Regions from separate parts of the Arachis hypogaea genome. Here regions 2 and 3 are each linked to region 1. Evidence: chromatin contacts called from public Hi-C data. All regions are on one chromosome and are shown on one strand. Each heading gives the region's core, a stretch centred on a gene start, on an enhancer-like site or on the middle of the called end of the contact. The rest is flanking DNA. Distances are from core to core; before and after follow the strand shown. Region 1 has its middle 16 kb from the start of LOC112766285. Region 2 holds the start of LOC112763941. Region 3 holds the start of LOC112766110.

Evidence for each region. Hi-C and Micro-C count contacts between places; a contact is called where the count stands out from the background.
Region 2: a Hi-C map of an unstated tissue shows a contact between it and region 1, with 3 times the contacts expected there. The contact joins the promoter of LOC112763941 here to the enhancer-like site in region 1. A contact is called at or near these places in 2 of 8 Hi-C or Micro-C datasets (leaf and an unstated tissue).
Region 3: a Hi-C map of an unstated tissue shows a contact between it and region 1, with 4 times the contacts expected there. The contact joins the promoter of LOC112766110 here to the enhancer-like site in region 1. A contact is called at or near these places in 2 of 8 Hi-C or Micro-C datasets (leaf and an unstated tissue).

Annotation. Positions count from the first base shown.
Region 1 is chr17:128,707,183-128,709,980 of arahy.Tifrunner.gnm2.J5K5, reverse strand. No RefSeq gene overlaps it. Among protein-coding and RNA genes, the nearest start is that of LOC112766285, 16 kb to the left of the region's middle. Within about 2 kb of position 1,455, at least 3 of the 3 cell types and tissues checked have open chromatin away from gene starts, as enhancers often do.
Region 2 is chr17:128,630,230-128,632,930 of arahy.Tifrunner.gnm2.J5K5, reverse strand. LOC112763941 reads left to right here and starts at 1,367. Exons shown (of 1, transcript XM_025809479.1): 1 at 1,367-2,392. The coding sequence starts at 1,367. The coding sequence ends at 2,392.
Region 3 is chr17:128,587,679-128,590,555 of arahy.Tifrunner.gnm2.J5K5, reverse strand. LOC112766110 reads left to right here and starts at 1,258. Exons shown (of 5, transcript XM_025811970.2): 1 at 1,258-1,463; 2 at 1,543-1,729; 3 at 2,630-2,836. The coding sequence starts at 1,381.

The DNA.
Region 1 (2,798 bases), core at 206-2,705:
AGAGAAAGAGATCCAGTGTGGTGGAACGTGTGGGTTTCATAGCCATAGCCTTAGCCTTAGAGTAAGTGTGATGTTTGGTTAAAATCAAATCAAATCACGTTGAAAAATGCAAAAAATGTGATTCAACATCATTGTGGCGTGTAGGGGATGGGTTTCAAATTCTGCAACAAGCACCATTCTTGATGATTGATATTGAGTTCGTGGAAAAAGAACTACTATGATCGTCGAATTTTTATTCTATTTTATTTTTCTTGAGGGTTCCATGGAACACTTGATTCTTGTTTCTTCATATGCAAACTGCAAAAGCAATACACCTCCTCCCCTTATTTTGTTTCTTTCTCTCTTTCTCTTCTTGCTTTTCCCATTTTTGCCTTTTTCCTTTGCCCAAAGTTTGTGTCTTCCTGATTTTAATACGACAAAAATTCACATGCACTTGTCTTTATATAAAGTTGATAGTTAAAAATTATTAAATGATTTAATAGATTTGACTAAATTATCATCTTACAATTTTTGACTATTAACTTTATATAAAACAACTGCACATAAATTTTCATCTTTTAATGCCGTTTTTACCATTCAATGTCTTTTTATTTTCAATCTTGCTGATTTTGTTGCACTTTGGATCCGTTTCAAAAAGAAAAACTAATGTAATCTAAAATATATAATTTATTGTGATTTGAAAGAATAACTTGATTTTATTTTTAAATTCAATTTAAGCTATTATGATTTGGATTGAATTGATTTATTTATTTTTAAAAATTAAAAAAATATTATTAAAAAATAAAAATAATTTTATGTTGGTGAAATAAATATATTTTATTTTATATTTAAAAATATTCATTAAATAATAATAATAATAATAATAATAATAATAATAATAATAATAATAATAATAATAATAATAATACGTGAACAAGATAAAAATATATAACAAATTAAATATATTATCTCGCACTTTGTAGTTTAAATTGAATTAATTCGATTTTAAAAAGTAGATTTGAAATTCGATTTACAGAAACTTATATTATATATTAATGTTAATAACCTTTAAAGATTTATATATCCTATTATTGAAGCTGCAGTTTAGAAGCTCCTAAAACGCTGTCGTTTCAGTGCCGTGTATCTTCCTCGTCCCTTTGACTAACATTATGTGAAGAAAAACCCACGAAAACAAACAAACTTAATTTTTCTCATATTATAAGTTTACTCCAAATAAAAATCCTCAGAAAATCAAATATTCTTTTTCTGATTTATTTTATTTTATTTTATGAAATACTTCCACTGAGGCCAGTGGGTTGAACCTAGTACGTACTTCTATTTAGTGACTGATGCACATAGGAAGGCATTGGATTCACGACTAGTCACATTGATTAATGGCTCAGAACCCCTCTAAAAAAAATGCACATGAACTACTTTTTTTTTTTATTAATTAAAGTTGGTGTATGTTACTATGAGATTGGGGTAGCACTGTGGGACAATCAATTATACTTTGGACCACTGTGGCTTAGTGCTATAGCCACTAACCTAATGATAAAAACAACCAACCCATCAAAACCCTTAGAGAGATATATTGACAAAGATTCAAACACCAATAATCGTTTTATTCATTATCTTAGCATATAGATAAACTCTATATTATAACAATGATTTTGTTCCAAGAACCTTCCTATTCTTTCACTTAGTACATTAATTAAACTCTGTTCTTTGGAATAAAAAATTTCTAACATATGGAATCAAGCTAAGATGATGATTTATCTAGTGGATTTATTTTATACAAAGTAGTAATTAACTAGAAGCATCACTACTATTAAGGCATAAAGTGCACCCTTATTATAATCCAAATCCAAATCTTCTGTGACAAACTTATTGGTGCCACTCGTTGAGGTGTTAAATCTCCTATCCGTGCCTAATAAGATTTTCTGGCACCTAATCTTTGGATATTCAATCACAAGATATGAGATGATAAAACATAAAAAAAAAAAAAAAATACTACTACTTTAAATTAGATTAAGGAGATATCGCTTGATCTATATATGGGTATTATATTAAATTGCATTCAAGTTGCTCTAAACGCACAATTTTAACATTCTAACTTTTTAGAAAAAGAATATAAAAAAAAATAAATAAATATTTACCAAGTGAATTCCATTCCAATGGCCCACAAAGCATGATAGGATATAATATAACAATAACTAATAAAGCCAAAAGAATTCCAAAAAAAAATAATAATAATAATATCTCGGTTAAAAATATAAAATAATTGTGAGTTGTAAGTGAAAAACTGCAATAAATAGTTTATTAGCATCTAATAATGGAGATTAGAAATGGAGGAGGATATAGTGGGAATTAGAGATGAGTGGGGGCGTGGTGGGCATAAGTGGGCTTAGCACTAACCCTTAAACCATGATTTGTGGGCCCAGGATGAATCATTGCCCAGGCAACGTGGGTGGCAAGTCACATCAAGAAAAGGCATCGTGGAGGCCCAAGCCCATCTGCAACTGGGTTTTGGTTACTATTTTATTATTATTTTATGTATATGCGATAAATAAAAACTGAAGGCTTTCTCTTTCAGTTTGTGAGGGAGGTGGCTGGCGGTTTTTTCGGTTAGCTGATTAGAGTGTGTTGGCTTTCTAAAATGGGAAAAATTATTATTTGTGTGTGTGAGAGAATTAATGAGTGAACCTTTTTTCAAGGCCTCAGGTACGGATTGCCCTAACTCCTAAGGGACCAACCTTGCTTCAGTTTTATGTGAATTAAATGCAATTACTACTTTTTATTAAAAATTGTATAGAATACAT
Region 2 (2,701 bases), core at 118-2,617, 77 kb after region 1:
CCCTCCGCGACATGGTGACTGGACAGAAGTCTCTGTCTCCTATGCTTCGGAATGAGGCTTTAGATGGAGAGAGGTTAGCCAAGGTGATCAAAGGGAACCACGGGGATTCGCATCCTCCTCGGGTCATCTTCTCAGAAGAAGGGCTGGCGGCGTTATCTGTACCATATAAGGAAGCGATCGTCGTCAAAGTCTTGGGCAAGCATATGAGTTACACGGCGATGGTGCATAAGTTGAGTATAGTGTGGAGATTGAAGGGTGAGTTTCAAGTTCTGGATGTAGGAAATGGTTATTTTCTGGTGAAGTTTGATGCTTTTGAAGATCGGGAGAGGGTATTACTTGGTGGTCCTTGGATGATATCTGGGTTCTATCTTGCTGTAAAGTCATGGTCACCTGAGTTCTATTCAGAGGAGGAGGTTTTTGGATCCACCATGGTATGGGTACGCTTTTACGGCTTAGGGATTCGTTACTACCATGAGAAGGCTATGTTGAGGATTGCCGCTGCAGTGGGAAAGCCAGTGAAAGTCGATGTAGCAACTAAGATGGCAGCAAGAGGGAAGTATGCGAGGGTTTGTGTGGAGATTGATTTAGGCGTTCCCATTACTCGTAGTGTTGAGGTGGATGGGAGGGTTTTGGATGTTGAATATGAAAGCCTTGAGTTGGTCTGCAATACGTGTGGTTGTTATGGGCATGTTGGTGTGGACTGTAAATTGATTAGTTCAATTTCGGCGAACATTGATGAAATAGGGGTGAATGAAGACAAGGAACAAGATCATGAGAAGATGGATCAGGTACCATTTTCTTCTAATATTGAGAAGCCTTTTGTTTTTGGTAGTGCTACAATTAGGATAGAGAAGAATAAGGATAAGGAAGTGCATGTAATGGAAGGGGCACATGCAGGGGATACAACGTGGACCAAGGTGGAAAGAAAGGCAAAGGGCAAGAAGGTCTTTTTGGGTAGGCATGACCAGGATAAGTCCAAAAAAGTTTATGTGGATAAATCTTCTAATTATGTTGCTAAAGGAGAACCTGCTATGAAAGGCATCAATGGGGTTGAATCATCTTTACACATAAGTAAGGGCAATCAAGTGCTAAAACAAGCGAGGAACTTTAAATTAACTTCGTCAGGTTTTACCTCTGCTCACGGTGTGACGAGTGGCAAGCAAGGACCTAGTTCAGAACGGGCAGGGGCTTATTCGCAAGGTGCGGGGACTTCTAAAATGCCATTCAGAAGCAATTTAAAGAGATTAAGGCTTAATTCTCTTCAGAATTCCCCGGTTGAGAATGGGCACAGTGTGGTTACAATGGAGACCCCACTCACTACCCTCAAATAATCTGAGGTGTGGGTCTCACTCCAAGTAATATTAATATGGATTGTGCAAACATTATAGCTTGGAATGTGAGAGGAGCTAGTAATAAGCTGGCTCGGGTGCATCTGAAACAATTGGTAAAGAATTTTCATCCATACGTTTTTATCATTTTAGAGACTCATTGTACTTTCCAAAAGGTGGCTGTCTTTTGGAACAGATTAGGTTATACTCATATTCATATTGAAGAAGCTCATGGGCATAGTGGAGGTATTTGGGTGCTCTCTGCATGGCCCGGAGTATCTTGCAATGTAGTGGCAGCGAGTTCGCAAGTGGTGTGTGTTGAGTTTTCGAATGGCGGTTTCTCTTGGGTCTGTACAGCAATTTATGCAAGTCCCGTTCATAGCATAAGGGAGGAAGCTTGGAAGGTTTTGACAGATTTTTCCAGAAATTATTCAGGTCCTTTATTAGCTATTGGGGATTTTAATGAGATCCTTCTTTCATCTGAGGTTAAAGGTGGGAACTTTGTCTCTCGAAGGGCAGAGCGGTTTGGAGCTCTCCTAGATGAGTGTGGTTTGATTGATTTGGGAGCTCATGGATCCTTGTACACTTGGTTCAGACATATGCAGGATAATCGGTTCATCTCGAAGAGGCTGGATAGGACTGTGGCTACTGATGCTTGGTGTTTTCGTTTTCCGGAAAGCTATGTACAGAATTTGGCGAGGATGCATTCTAACCACTGTCCCATTATGGTGCGATGTCAAGGTAATGATAGAAGAGTCGGGGTAAAACCTTTTCGTTTTCAAGTAGCTTGGTCTTATCACCCAAGTTTTTCGTTGGTGGTCAGGGGTGCTTGGGACAAGGGTAGACCCAATCCTATTCGTTGCCTTTCTCAGGTCAGAGATGATGCTTTGGCCTTTAACCGAGATGTCTTTGGGAATATTTTTAAAAGAAAGAGAGAATTGGAGAGGCGTGTGACCAGTATCCAACAGAGAATGGAGAGAGTTGATGCTTTATCCCTTATACAAGAAGAAAGAGAGTTACAGGCTGAATATAGTAATCTGCTTATGCAAGAGGAGTGGTTTTGATATCAAAAATCCCGAGAGCACTGGGTCAGATTTGGAGATAGGAATACTAAGTTCTTTCATATGCAAACCATTATACGGAGGAAGCGTAACAAGGTTCAGGGGTTGTTTTTGGAGGATGGAAGATGGAGTACTGATCCGCAAGAACTCGAAGAATGTGCAATTGAATTTTATAGAGATCTTTTTTGTAATGTGGAACAGGTAGAACTTGATGTGATGGGGAATCAGGAATTACCTTCTTTATCTCGTGAAGTTATTGAAAGTCTCACAAGAAATGTTTCTAAAGAAGAGGTTAGGAAGGTGGTTATAGGC
Region 3 (2,877 bases), core at 9-2,508, 120 kb after region 1:
CCGTATATATATATATATAAACTTAACAAATTTAAAGTATCATGATCATAAGGTTATAGATTGATAAAGATTTATCAATATAAGAATAATATAGATTAATTAAAATTTTAAGTATATTAAAATTCAATTAAAGAGATTAAAAATAGAATTATTTCAATTAGTATTTAATTATTTCAATAAAGGTTATATATTTTAATTATTTCATTTAGTATTAGTAGCTTGCTCATAGTGTATTTTAGTACAAAAATATTAAATAGAATTATTAATTTAATTTAAAGAGATAAAAAATTAAATTTGTTATTACTCAAAAATATTTTACTAATATCAAGTAATGTGTTTATTAGTTTTTATTTTATTGTGAAAAATTATCTAGATCATAATACTAATAGTATATCACAGGATTATTATTATTAATGTATTAATTAAATTTTAATGTTTATTATTTATGTATTTAAAAATTATATTTGAGAATGATTTATTTAGTTTGATAATAAATGATATTTTTAAATTTGGATAATTTATTAATTAGTTTGTACTTATTATACCATATATTTAATAATTTATTGGAAAAAGAATATTAATATAATAAATAAAAAAATAATCTAAAAAAATATTGTTTAAAAAATTATAAGAATAAATAAACCCCTAACCAATTTAAATTTTGAGACAATTAGACCCCTGTCTATTTCTGAACCTGACACGTCAGTATTTTCTGTTCAGAACTGACGAAAAAATACTCATAAAAACCGCGTTGTGTAACAGAATCAAAAAATAGAAACCGAAGTGGATCAATTTTATTTTGAGGGGTCACGTTATCATTCTTAAAAATGAACAGAGTCGGGTTAGTACTTCACTCTACTTTTTCCTTTCTACCTTGAGACTTTCTCGATACCAATAATCTTAACATGTGTTTTGTGACTTGGCTTGTGTAATAAAAATGCATGTATCGATCGACGTGATGTACATACACGTGACTAGATAAAATAAATTGAATAATAAACATCTTTAGTAGTAAAATTCTCAACAACTAACCCTTATATATAGTTCTGCGGCTAGGAGCTAGCTCTAGGATGCAATATATATATATATATATATATATATATATATATATATAGTTCTTTGTTCTACTCAACCTCGATCATAAATGCTTGTGTCCGAAGTTGTGCAAGTGTAACAATGCTGCGTTCAATTTAGCTACTTATTATTAGCTTTTAATAATGGATGAAATTTTTTGCCAACTTAGCAAGGTAACTTGATGTAATAATTAAGAATTGAATATGTGCATGGAAAATTAGTTGAATGTGATGCTCTATATATATATATGTATGCAAGCGATGTAAATTGTTATGTCTTCTATTCAATAATATTCATCACAGAACAATGTGTATAGCTCTGTTTCTTTGGCAAGCACATCCACTGTACCCATTTTTTCTTTTGAGCAACAGAGATGAGTACCATAATAGGCAAGTTTAATTAATTTGGTTTCTTCTTTTATGGAATTATATATATTGTTTTACTTATGGATATATGAATATGATGAAGGCCTACGAAGGCAGTGTCATGGTGGGAAGATTGTGATGATATTGTTGGAGGAAGAGACGAGATAGCAATGGGGACATGGTTGGCTTCTTCAAGAGAAGGAAGAGTAGCTTTTCTTACCAATGTTTTGGAACTCCATACCCTCCCTGAAGCCAAAAGTAGAGGAGAGTTACCCCTCCTATTTCTAAAGGTGAGGACTCACTCACAGAACACGCGCACGCATAGATATACTTTGAATTAATTAAAAACTATTTTTTTTAGTCAATGTTAATAAAATTTTATTTTAATTTTAATTTTAAATTATAAATTTTAATTTTTTTTTAAACTTTACATTTTAATTTTAAATCTTTTAGAAAAAATTGAGGGCTAAAAATATAATTTTACAAAGAAGTAAAAAAATTGGCTAGGTTAGTTAAAAGTTGGGTTTCCTATATTTGTTCATAGAATTTATATATGATTTATAGAGATTGAATATTGCAAAGCTATTGTCTCTTTATTTTTTAAATGAAATTTTAATACTTAGACATTCACTAATAATAATATTTTTCAGTTGTGCATGTAGTAATACTCATTTTGTTATTGTTTTGAATTTTAAGCAATGAAGAGTTTGTTGTTTATTGACTCCTAGCATATTATTACTTAATTGTTTAGTTATTTTATTGGTTTATATAGTTTCATTAAATTTATAATTAAATTTTTATATTTTTAAATTAGATTTTTATACTATTTTTAATTTTATAATTAGGTTATTTTTATGTCAAAAATATTAAAATTAATAGAATATTCATTTCAAAAGAAATATAATTAAAGATCTAATTATGTTATTAATTATAGAGACTTTTAATTTATGAAAAATATTCTGTTAATTTTAATATTTTTTATATTGGCAAGAACCTAATTACAAAATTAAAAATAATATACGGGTCTAATTGAAAGAAAAAAATATAAGAACCTAATTATAAATCTAATAAAATTATAAAGACAACTAAAGTAATTAAATTTTTTTAATTATGGAAACTAATCAATCATATCCAAGTTATTATCAATGATTTTTTTTTTTTTTGTCAATGAACAATTTAATTTTTAGCAGAGTGGAAAGCATCCACAAGAATTTGCAGAAAGCCTGAAAAGAGAGGCCCACTATTACAATGGGTTCAACTTGATTGTGGCTGATATTAGCACCAAATCAATGATGTACATCTCAAATAGGCCCAAAGGACAGCCCATAACCATTCAAGAAGTTCCTTCAGGCCTCCATGTTCTCTCAAACGACAAATTAGACTCACCATGGCATAAGGTTAGTTTTATACTAAAGAAAAAGATTAGTGATATATTATA